3 separate regions of the Mus musculus genome follow, and all the other regions are linked to region 1. The links are chromatin contacts, called in public Hi-C maps. All regions are on one chromosome and are shown on one strand. Each heading gives the region's core, a stretch centred on a gene start, on an enhancer-like site or on the middle of the called end of the contact. The rest is flanking DNA. Distances are from core to core; before and after follow the strand shown. Region 1 has its middle 36 kb from the start of 1810063I02Rik. Region 2 overlaps Drc3 (dynein regulatory complex subunit 3). Region 3 overlaps Tom1l2 (target of myb1-like 2 (chicken)).

What was found. A called contact is a pair of places that touch in the nucleus more often than the background predicts.
Region 2: a contact with region 1 is called in a Hi-C map of cerebral cortex, with 2.7 times the contacts expected there. The contact joins two enhancer-like sites. A contact is called at or near these places in 5 of 484 Hi-C or Micro-C datasets (the G1E-ER4 cell line, bone marrow-derived macrophages, cerebral cortex and 1 more) and 1 of 115 datasets of contacts at active chromatin or transcription factors (embryonic stem cells).
Region 3: a Hi-C map of cortical neurons shows a contact between it and region 1. The contact joins two enhancer-like sites. A contact is called at or near these places in 2 of 39 promoter capture datasets (embryonic stem cells and stem cell-derived epiblast-like cells), 1 of 15 datasets of contacts at CTCF or cohesin (large pre-B cells), 4 of 484 Hi-C or Micro-C datasets (the G1E-ER4 cell line, cerebellum, cortical neurons and 1 more), 3 of 115 datasets of contacts at active chromatin or transcription factors (double positive thymocytes and embryonic stem cells) and 1 of 9 other capture datasets (embryonic stem cells).

What each region holds. Positions count from the first base shown.
Region 1 is chr11:59,883,969-59,887,702 of GRCm38.p6, reverse strand. No RefSeq gene overlaps it. Among named protein-coding and RNA genes, the nearest start is that of 1810063I02Rik, 36 kb to the left of the region's middle. Within about 2 kb of position 1,867, at least 107 of the 459 cell types and tissues checked have an H3K27ac peak or open chromatin away from gene starts, as enhancers often do. A contact at or near this core is called in cerebral cortex, cortical neurons and double positive thymocytes, where this site is marked.
Region 2 is chr11:60,383,375-60,387,108 of GRCm38.p6, reverse strand. It overlaps Drc3 (dynein regulatory complex subunit 3), which reads right to left. Exons shown (of 14, transcript NM_029044.2): 10 at 2,764-2,895. Among named protein-coding and RNA genes, the nearest start is that of Atpaf2, 32 kb to the left of the region's middle. Within about 2 kb of position 1,823, at least 66 of the 459 cell types and tissues checked have an H3K27ac peak or open chromatin away from gene starts, as enhancers often do. A contact at or near this core is called in cerebral cortex, where this site is marked.
Region 3 is chr11:60,246,318-60,250,051 of GRCm38.p6, reverse strand. It overlaps Tom1l2 (target of myb1-like 2 (chicken)), which reads left to right. Exons shown (of 15, transcript NM_153080.3): 8 at 988-1,121. Among named protein-coding and RNA genes, the nearest start is that of Gm38501, 11 kb to the left of the region's middle. Within about 2 kb of position 1,756, at least 48 of the 459 cell types and tissues checked have an H3K27ac peak or open chromatin away from gene starts, as enhancers often do. A contact at or near this core is called in cortical neurons and double positive thymocytes, where this site is marked.

The sequences.
Region 1 (3,734 bases), core at 618-3,117:
AATGTCCTTATATTGTCTCCAGCAGAAGGTGTAGCCCAGATTAAAGGTGTGTTCCACCACACCTTTAATCCCAGATGAAAGGCGTAGCCCAGATTAAAGGTGTGTTCCTTAAACTCGGAGATTCAATCTTCTGGAATCCATAGCCAATATGGCTCAAGATCTTCAAACCAAGATCCAGATAAGGATCTCCAAGCCTCCAGATAAGGGTCACTGGTGAGCCTTCCAATTCCGGATTGTAGTTCATTCCAAATATTGTCAAGTTGACAACCAGGAATAGCCACTACACCCCCCCACTAAGGAAATTAGTCTAAAGCTTTCAATTTAGCCTCAGGAAAATTGTTAGGACAAGGCAGAAAGCCATATTTGCCCAAATATCACAAGAATAGCCTTATACCAGTTGCTAGCATTGTTCCCCTTTGAAACCTTTAGCTGAGCCCCCATAATCAACGTGTCTCTTATCACTACTCACTGTCTTTCCAAGTTCCTACTGTGATGGCCCATTAAGCCCCATTTATAACACTCAACTGCTTTCTTAGTCCAAAGTCCCAAAGTCTTCTACATTCCTCTAATAAAGAGCATGGTCAGGACACAACAATAGCCCATTCCCTGGTACCAACTTCTGTCTTAAAGTTACTTTTCTATTGCTGTGATAAAACACCATGATCAAGGCATAAAAGAAAGTGTTTACTTTAGTTTATGGCCTCTGAAGGTTAGCATTCATGACTGCAGAAAGATCACATCCTGACTGATCCACAAGTAGGAGAGAGAGAGAGAGAGAGAGAGAGAGAGAGAGAGAGAGAGAATGAGAACACTGGGAATCCTCCAACAAGGCCATACCTCCTAATTCCCCCACAAAGTTCCACCAACTGTGAAGCAGAGGAGGCTGTGGGGACCATTTCTATTCAAACCATCACAATCAGCCTGTATGCATGTCCAGCCACACACTACAACTGGTTGATCGCCCTGGTTACCTGCTGCCTGGAAGCTGTGGGACCACTCTCTGCCAGCATCTCAAGAGAGGGTGGGAGGGAGCACTTAGCACCAGCCTGGGAAGACACCAAAACAGGAGACTTCAAAGTCATTCCATTTGGTGAAGTAAGTATAACACATCACACCTTACAGTAAGTCAAGGATCAGCCAGGGAAGATGCGCCACATAGAAAATGACCAGGAGGTCAATACCTCCTTCCCAGATCTGAGCATAGGCTTTACACAGCATCGCAGGGCACCTGAGCGTCAGGTCCCCATTCCCAAGACTTTCCCAACCCACAGCAAAAGGCCTAGCAGGGCTCTCCTCCAAGGAAAAAGTGGAGGTTTTTTTTGGGTGTGTGTGAATAAGAGTGGCCCCCATAGGTTCATATATTTAAATGCTTAGTCATCAGGGAGTGGCACCACTGGAGAAGGATTAGGAGGTGTGGCTTCGTTAGAAAAAGTATGGTTTTAAGGTTCCAAATGCTCAAGCCAGACCCAGCGGCCCTGACTCTTTCTGCTGCCTGTAATCTGGTTGTAGAACTCTCAGCTATGTCTCCAGCACCATGTCTGCCTGCCATGAGGACAATGTACTCAACTTCTGAAACTAAGACAGCTCCAGTGAAATGTGTTCCTTTATAAGAGTTACAGTGGTCATGACGTCACTTCACAGCACTAGAACACTAAGACATGGCACCTTAGCCAAAGGGGATGGAGAAGGATGCAATAGGAGAACCCAGGAAGGATTTGGAGTGCTCTGCAGGGAGAACATCCTTCACTATCCAAGGTCAGCAAAGGAGAAACAATGTTTCTGAAGTCGTGGGTACAGAAGGGCGTGATGTGTGGTCCAGCTCTGCGGGTAGCTACGCCTCAGCCTAATCTGACTTCCCCAGTCCCAGGGGAAGGCCAGGAACTGAGAATAGACGTCATCCTATTTTCCAAACAAACAGCTGGCATAGTGCCTTTAAACTCTGAAAATTTTGTTTCTTCTTCACCGTTTTCGTCAGCTATCCTTGGGGCTTTATAAATAGAACCACTCAAACGCAGGCAGGGGTAAATCAGGCAGCCAGTCTGAATATTCAGCACAGGGCTCAGAGCCTGGGGAAGAACAAAATGGGTGAATTAATGGCCAGGCAGAGCCACCAGCTACTTCCTGGGGCCCCAGAGAGAGGAAACCTGCAAGGGCAACAGGGCAACAGATGGTCAGAAGCCCCAGAAAAGACTACGCGGCCTCTGAACTTGTCTGCCTTTCCCAGAAGCCCTCCATGCTTCCGGAACACCCTCCCACGGAGCTTCCGGTGCCATATGGCCCAGGAGCGCCCCCAAGCCCTGTGCTCTCGCTCCTTTAAGTGCTCTCCTTCCTCCACAAGAAGCTTTTCTCAAGAATCCAGGGCTAATCATGGCTGCAGGCTCCTGTTTTCATATGGCTCTGGGGCGCCTCCATGTGAGACCAGCTGCCGATGGCTACAGCTGTTTAAACACTGCCTGTGCTATCACATGGATATCTCTGTGTGGTTGCGGGAGGCCATGCAGGATGATGCCTTCAGGATGTTTATATTCTTGGGACGGTGGGGGTGTCACTGTCACAGGAGGTTGGGTGCCATCACCGTGCTCCTCTACCCTTTCCCACGGGCCTACCCTTCTGCACAAGGCTGCGCGGGCCTTGTCTTAGTTCTTAGTCCCTCCATGGTCTTCAGCTTTCTGAACTGTGCCCTTCCCTCATGGCCCTTCTTATCACCTGCCCTGCCCTGCAAATTCCCCTTTTTCTTGTGTCCTATTTAAATATCTGTCCATCTCTCTTCTTCCTCTCCATCTCTGTTCCTTTGGGATCTTAGGGGTTAGGGACATAGCCTTTCCCCCCAAATGAAGGAGAGTTGCAGGTGGTGGCCCAGAAGCTGGAGGTGGAGAGGTCCAAGTTTAGGCAAAGGATGCCATTTAAGAAAGACCTGGTGTCCGAACACTGTTGAAGAGCAGTCTTCACCCACCTCAGCCTCTGGAGGAGGGAAGTGTAGTGTAGAGGCTTTGTGGTGGGATACAGGCTCCAACCAAAGTGGTGGTGAGTAGCTAGTGAGGTCAGAGGAGCTGGGCTAGGCAGGAGGCAGAGATGAGGACTTGGCAGTAATGAAAGGCTTTGCGTACACAGGGGTATCTACCTCAGCTGACACCCTGGGAACAGGCTGGGCAGTTGCTCAGCATGAAGTTGACCCAAGCTCCAGTAACCATTGACAGCAGATGGGCTGGAAGCCAAAGCTGGGGGAACCTAACATCAGACAGTGTCAAGAAAGAAGCTGATAGGAACTGAGGTCACAGCCCTCCTCAGGGAAGTCCCACTCTACCCCATTGATACCCTGGCTCCCTGTTGGCACTGAAGATGAACAAAGTCTATAACCTAGTCAGTAGTCAGAGCATGTCAGCACACAGCCCTCCCCCAGCAGCAGGAACCATGGTGCTGGCCCTCATCCTATCCAGAGCCCAACTCAGCAGAGATGGCCAGCGTAGTGTGGGGCTGGAGCCACACACAGGGATCTTGGGGCCAGGCCTGTCTATGGGGTGACCAGCAAGCATCTACAAATGGACAGTCTGAAAGTGTCAAATTGTAATTAGAAGGAAAGGAGCTATGACATCACAAAACTCACAGAATGGTCACTATATGGTAAGGTCTCCTCCATCAGGGACCTGATCTTCAGCCTCTGAGCCAGAACGGAAGCCAGGCACTCACAGGGAGTTCCATGACCGATGCATCTGGTCCCCTCATATGTCAGCCTC
Region 2 (3,734 bases), core at 574-3,073, 500 kb before region 1:
AGATATCCGCCTGCCTCTGCCTCCCGAGTGCTGGGATTAAAGGCGTGCGCCACCACGCCCGGCAAATCACAGACTCCTTGCCTTTGTAGGGCAGATGGCTAAGGACTGACCCTTGCCCCTGCCCCTCACCCGCTCCCAGAGTTCTGTCGCTTTCCAGTCTCAGTTCACCACCCCCTTGAATGTTCATGTTGTCACTATTGCTTTTTTTTTTTTTTTAGATTTACTTATTGTATGCATTTGAATATTTTGCCTGCATGTATGTGTATGTGCCATGTGTCTGCCTGGTGCCTACAGAAGTCAGAAAGAGGCACTGTATCCTCTAGAACTGGAGCTACCAACTTTGAGAGCTGCCATGAGGGTTCTAGGAACCAAAGTCAGGCCCTCTGCAAGAGCAACAAGTGCTTTTAACCAATAAGCATCTCTATGGCTACTGCCACTGGGTTTTAGGTGGGTTTTTTGTTTGTTTTTGTTTTTTTTTTTGTTTTGTGTGTGTGTGTGTGTGGTTTTGTTTGTTTTTGTTTTGTTTTGTTTTGTTTTCGAGACAGAGTTTCTCTGTGTAGCCCTGGCTGTCCTGGAACTCACTCTGTAGACCAGGCTGGCCTCGAACTCAGAAATCCGCCTGCCTCTGCCTCCCAAGTGCTGTGATTAAAATCGTGAGCTACCACTGCCCGGCTGTTTTTTTTGTTTTGTTTTGTTTTATTTTTTTAATTTACACTTCTCTCTCTCTCTCTCTCTCTCTCTCTCTGTGTGTGTGTGTGTGTGTGTGTGTGTGTGTGTGTGTGCGTGTGTAGGTCAGAGGACAGTTTGCTGGAGTCTGTCCTTTCCTTAACCACACGGGTCCCTGGAATCAAACTGAGGTCATCAGGCTTGGTGATAAGAACCTTTCTCCACTGAGCAGGACCATCTTGCCAGCCCTGTCCTGGGCCTCTTGCCCATGTAGCTGCCTCCACCAGGACCAAATATCCTGGCCGCACCCCCTCCCCCCTGAATGAAGCCTTTCCTTCTAGGCCTCTCAGCAGCATCTGCCCATCCTCTCCACAAGGGCCATGGAGAGCAATTTCGAGAGCCAGCTCTATTCCAGAGAGCTCATTTAATCTCTCTCGGCCTCTACTTCCTCACATATGAGACAGTTTTTCTATGTAGTACCATGGTGGCTAGTGGGGTAAATGAGCTATATCATGCATAATGATTTACCACATATCTGGCAGATCCAGGAGCTTGGGTAAGTGCTGACAGTCACCCTAGACTTCCAACAACTAACTGCTGTCCCTAGTGCTTAGCAGAGCACTTGGGGCCAAAACAAATCTCAATATTGTTGAGAGAGTAATAAGAACGTGATTAGGAACCCTCCTCTGGAAGACGCTTTCCTGACCCTTCATAGCCTCAGCACTGATGCAGGGCATCACAGGAGCCCAAAACCTGTCTGTATGCAGTACAAATGAGCCCATTCTCGTGTGTGTGTGTGTGTGTGTGTGTGTGTGTGTGTGTGTGTGTGCACGCGCGCGCGCGCTCATGCACAGCATTTTGATGAATACAAGTAAGGTTGTTGGAAGCACGGACTAGAATCTTCCAGCTTCAGGTGACCAGGTGACTGGCAACATGGCCAGGATGAGAGCAAGAACCTGAGAAGTGTTTGGCCACTGAAAATAATCTCCCTGCTTGAAAGGACTGGAAGCCCCCAGCAACCCTCCCCTGCATGCACTGCTTCTGCAGTACTTGAGCAGAGCAGTTCCCAGTGGGAAACGAGCGGCTGCTGTGCTGTGCGACAGCAGATCCATTCTGCGTAGGAAGTGCCATTTGATGTGTGAGGAATTGATTAGGCACCGGCTCTTGGCCCGGCTGTGGCAGCATCTGAGGAGGTCCAATTCATCATGCAGCGTCCAGCCCCCAGCCTGGCTGCGTGCACACACACAAGTCACCCTGGCACACAGATGCTCTTGAGATGCCTGGGCTTTTTCATTCTCCCAAGTTGGGGCCAAGCGGCAGCCTCCCGACATCGCCCACCCCGAGACAGCAGGCACAGGCTGCGGCACTGATGAGCCTTTGTTTGTCTCCCGAGTGCAGGTCCACCTGTCTTATAAGCTCCTGAACTTCCCCTTGGGTCTAATAAGAAATCTGTACTCTGCTGAGCCTGTTTTAGGATGGAGGAGGGGAGATTTTCAGAGGACTGAGTTCACCTCTCATTCTCCATAAGAATCCTTTCCGAGGCAGCAAAGAGAGCAGTGTGTTCCTTTTCCTCCTGTCTCCTCTCCCTCCTCGCCCCACCCCCTCTCTTTTGCATTGCTGAGGATGGAATCCAGGGCCTTGTCTGTGCAAAGCAAGCACTGAGCTATACCCAGCCCCTGACTTTAAGGTATTTTAATAATTTTGGTAAAAGGTGATTTTGTGGTGTGTGTGTGTGTGTGTGCACATGTGTGTGTGCATGTGTGCACGTGCATGCACTCACATATGAGTATGTATACATGCTCATGCTCATTATATGGTGGGGTGTACACATTATATGTGCCTGTGGCCCTGGATGAAGGCAAAGGACAACCTCAGGCACCGTTCGCCTTTTTCTCTCGCTGGCCTGGAACTCTTCATGTTTACTAAGCCATTTGGCCAGTGAGTGCTAGTGACCCACCAGTCTCCATCTGTCCAGTCCTCTCCTGTGTGTCCACTGGGTCACACTGGACACAGGGGAGAGGAGCCTGTGGAGGGCGTGCTTGCAGGGTTCTGCAGCTGCATGCGGGGGCCCCTGGATATATGCTAGTCTGACTCTACCTCCAGCTGTTCCACCAGCTGCATCTCCAGGATCATGAGTGTGTTGAACAGCTCACCGATGCTCTCAGTGCACTCCGTCAGCTTCTTCTCGATGTTGGACAGATCAGTCTCTTCCCGGATGGCATTTAAGTTCTACAAATAGAAATCCGCACTTGGGGGGACTCAGTAGTTAACAGTGTAGTAGGAAGTGATGATTTGGTTTTATGGGTAAAAACTTAGAGTCTAGAGGTGAAGGGCCAAGTTCAAGTGTCAGCCTGCCATGTGCTAGCTCTGACAGCTCTGGGGACGCTGCCTGCTGCTCTGGCACACTGTATACAAAGGCACCTGGAAGTGGCAAGCATGAAAAGAGCACTCAGACCTACCCTTACCTCCCTGGAAGAAGAAGATGAAACTCCTGTGGGCCAGCCTCTTTCACAGTGCCAGGAGGAGGGAAGATATTCTTATCGGGAGAGATGGGAGCCAAGGTTGGGGGCAGTCTGTGCAAATCAAGCTTTAAAAACTGATTCATAGGGCTGAATAGATAGCTCAGCAGGTAAAAACACTTGCTACTTTTCCAGAGAACCTAGGGTCAATTCCCAGCACCCATATGGTAGCTCAAAACTGTAAATCCTGTTCCTGAGGCTCTGATGCCCTCTTCTGGCCTCTCTGGGTACCAGGCATGTAAGCAGGGCACGGACACACAGGCAGACAAAACACCCGTACACATAAAATAGAAATAAATAAATAAATAAATAAATAAATAAATAAATAAAGACTCATAGCAGGCATGATGGCACATGCGTGTAACCCCGGCACTTGTGCGACAGAGAGAGCAAATGAAAGAGGATCAGGAGTTTGAGGCCAGCCTAAGATTTGTAGTTTGGGGCTGGAATGAGCCCACAAACCAAAACTCAGAAACTACACAAATGAAAAAGAAAAAAAGAAAACCTTAGACAGCAACAAAGTAAATTAAACTTTACCAGCAAATCACA
Region 3 (3,734 bases), core at 507-3,006, 360 kb before region 1:
ACAGCTGCAGATGATTCTGTGACTGTGTGATGTTTGGAATTCTGGGAACTTTTCAGAGGCTCTATAATGATAGAGCCCTGAGATGTTGGTTGGTTGTTGGTAGTCGTTCAGGGGGATTGGTTGCAGGGTTTTTTTTGTTTCTTTGTTTTTTTGGTTTTTGGTGGGTTTTTTTTGTTTTTTTGTTTTTTGTTTTTTAGACAGGGTTTCTCTGTGTAGCCCTGGCTGTTCTGGAACTCACTCTGTAGACCAGACTGGCCTCGAACTCAGAAATCCACCTGCCTCTGCCTCCCAAGTGCTGGGATTAAAAGTGTGTGCCACCACTGCCCAGCTGTGTGGTGCAACCTTAACACTAGAGAGTGATGGTTTAACTTTATAACTCAAATCAAACACAGGCGAAAGCTTAACTGACAAAGACAAAGCAAAATGGTTGTTATGGTATTATTTCAGCCATCCAAAGCTTTTTTCTGTATGTGATGGTTTAATTAATTGTTTTGTTTTTAGTGGAATTATAGGAATATATCTGCTTAAATAGCCTTACTAAATTGTATCTTTATAGGTATCCCATATTGATTTCCAAATTTATTTGCATTAAATATTCTTTTTAAAAATGACTTGTACTAACATACTTGTGTATGCTCAGAGGTGTGTGTGTGTATGTGTGTGTGTGCACGTGTGAGTGTGCATCTCTGTGTGTGTGTCTGGGTATCTGTGTGAATGCGTGCATGTGTGTGTCCGTCATTGTGTGTGTGTGTGTGTGTGTGTGTGTGTGTGTGGTTGCACATGCTCGCAAGCCTACAGAACTACTTGCTTCCTCTGAGGCAGGAGAGGAGGAAGCTGTTAACTTCACATTCTGCACACGCCTGATTTTATGAACAAGCATGTACTCCTTCTGTGACTTTCAAGAAACAGTGCAAATCCTTTCAAAGGCAGTGGAATGTGAGAAAAGCATTCCCAGCAGGCCCTGCCAGAAGTGCATATGTTCCCTAGGAATTGAACAGGACCTGCCGAGCCATGCAGCACCGCATAGTGGAGCTCATCTCCCGAGTGTCCAATGAGGAGGTCACCGAGGAGCTGCTGCACGTCAACGATGACCTCAACAATGTCTTCCTCCGCTATGAGAGGTGGGGCAAAGTCCTCGGGGTCTTCTCCTTGAGAAGATGATTGGTGTATCAGAGGAAGTTCATTCATAAACAAAGCAGGGAGAGGAGCCTGGGAGCCTGGGAGGTGTTAGAGGTGGGGAGTAGTCATCAGAGATGCTCATTTGCTCTTGGATGACAGAAAAAGTGCTTCTTGTTCTCCAGAGAACAGAAGAGCAGGCAGCTGACTGCAGCCTCCACCTCTGCTCCCTGTGAGTCCCAGGGAGGGCTGAGACAGGGTTTGCACCTGCTCCTTTGATGATCCTTTGAATTTGAAAAGGACTGGGGGAGGGGAACCTTTACTAAAGAACAGGATTTCCTCTATTTCTAGTCTTGAAAAAAGATCATTCCCTTTGTAAATGTCAGTACTTCTGGGGTATTGAGTGAAGTAGGCTGGATGTGAGCACTGTTTCTCTGGGGAAACACACTTTTCTTCACTTCTTCCTGCAGCCAAACCACTTAAAGTGATAAACTTGAACCCTCTTTTTTCTTCCCGAAGCCTCCCACAGGACAAAGTTGGTTTTTTTTTTTTGGTTTCTTCTGGACCTAGCTTTACGTGGGTAGTGTGGAAAACTGCTCCCATCTGTACCGATTTAGGCACTTCCCAATTGGCCCAGGGTTGTGGCTTGCTTTGACTCTAGGCCAGCCTTCTCCATTAAAGGAGCCTGACAGCAGTGTGAGCCCCTTGGAGGCTGTAGCCACTCACTCTGCTGACTGGCAGGTTTCTGTATAAGTTTGTCAGAGGACAGTGCTATGACATAAGTAAGAACAGAACACAGGCACTGTTTGCTTTGGAGGCTCTCTAACCCAGTAGTTCCATGTAACCCTTCACTGGAGATGTACAGCAGGAAATAATGTGTGATGTGTGACTGCTGCCCATAAGCCCATTGGGCTGCATTACAAAGATGTCAGAAGCACCTCTGCAACACACACACACACACACACACACACACACACACACACACACGTGTCTCAGACTGGCCTTGAACTCTTGACCTTCCTGCCCCAGTCTCTCCCCAAATGCTCAGATTACAGTTACCCACCACCATGCCCATGTAGTCTTTCTAGTTCTCTTTTTGTTTTGTTTTTGTTTTATTTATTTTTTTCAATACCTCCTTTGACTCCGCCCAGTCCCCACCCCCTCTCCCTCAGATCCATTCCTTCCTCCTCTGTCCCTTCAGAAAAGAGCAGGTCTCCCAGGGATATCAACTGAGTTCAGCATATAAGGTGGGATAAGACTCGACACAAACCCTCATACCAAGGTGAGGAGGAGGAGAGGTGTCCCAAGAGCAGGCCAAAGAGTCAGAGACACCACCCCCTACTCCTACTGTTAGGAGTCCAGCTAAAACACCAAGTTAACACCATAACATACAGACAGAGGACCTAGCACAGACCCACACAGAGGACCTAGCACAGACCCACACAGAGGACCTAGCACAGACCCACGCAGAGGACCTAGCACAGACACATGCAGAGGACCTAGCACAGACACACGCAGAGGACCTAGCACAGACCCATGCAGAGAACCTAGCACAGATTCACATAGAGGACCTAGCACAGGCCCATGCAGAGGACCTAGCACAGACCCACGCAGAGGACCTAGCACAGACACATGCAGAGGACCTAGCACAGACCCACGCAGAGGACCTAGCACAGACCCATGCAGAGGACCTAGCACAGACCCACGCAGAGGACCTAGCACAGACCCACGCAGAGGACCTAGCACAGACCCACGCAGAGGACCTAGCACAGACCCACGCAGAGGACCTAGCACAGACCCATGCAGAGGACCTAGCACAGACTCACATAGAGGACCTGTGGGACTTGTTCTGGTGTCCTTCACTCCTCTGGCTCCTGCAAATCTTGTGGGAGGTTTTGTTGATGTTGTTGTTGTGTTTGTTTATTTGTTTGTTTGTTTTTAAAACAGGATCTCTCTATGTAGTCCTGGCTGTCCTGGCACAAACTTTGTAGAACAGGCGGGCCTTGAACTCATAAAGATCTCCTGCCTGTACCTCCTAAGTGCTAGGATTAAAGGCATGTGTCACTATCCCTGACCTATAAAAACAAACAAACAAATAAATAAACAAACAAATAAATGAAGGGTGCAGTCTCGGAGCTGCCATGGTTCACTTAGGTCTGCCCACCTTGAGTCAAGCCTGTCTTCTTTTCCGTTTTTTTTTTCTTTCTTTCTTTCAGATGCTGGCCAGAGCCTAAGCATGCTTTCTCTGGTACACTGGTGTTTTCCACTCTTACCTAAAGCACCCCTCTTTGCCACACAACTCTGCTCTTTTGAGCCCCACCTGTGCATCTACAATAAACCCTCTAAAATTCAAACCAAACAAGCCCCTCTGTGTACACCTAGTCAGACTGTTCCTTCTGGTCCTTTGTCCCAGATGCTGATCACACCTACTGGGCTGGCAGCATAGAGCAGTGCCTCTCTGGTCTCTAGTTTCCCAGGCTGTGGCTGGAGTGAGCTGGTTGGCTTCCCCTTTGTCTGTGCCATTTGGAGCTTTAAATATGATGCAGAACAGGGTCTGTTATCCTCTATGGACACTTCACAGCTTCTCCCAGGTGTAAGGATGACTTCTGGCAGAGGGG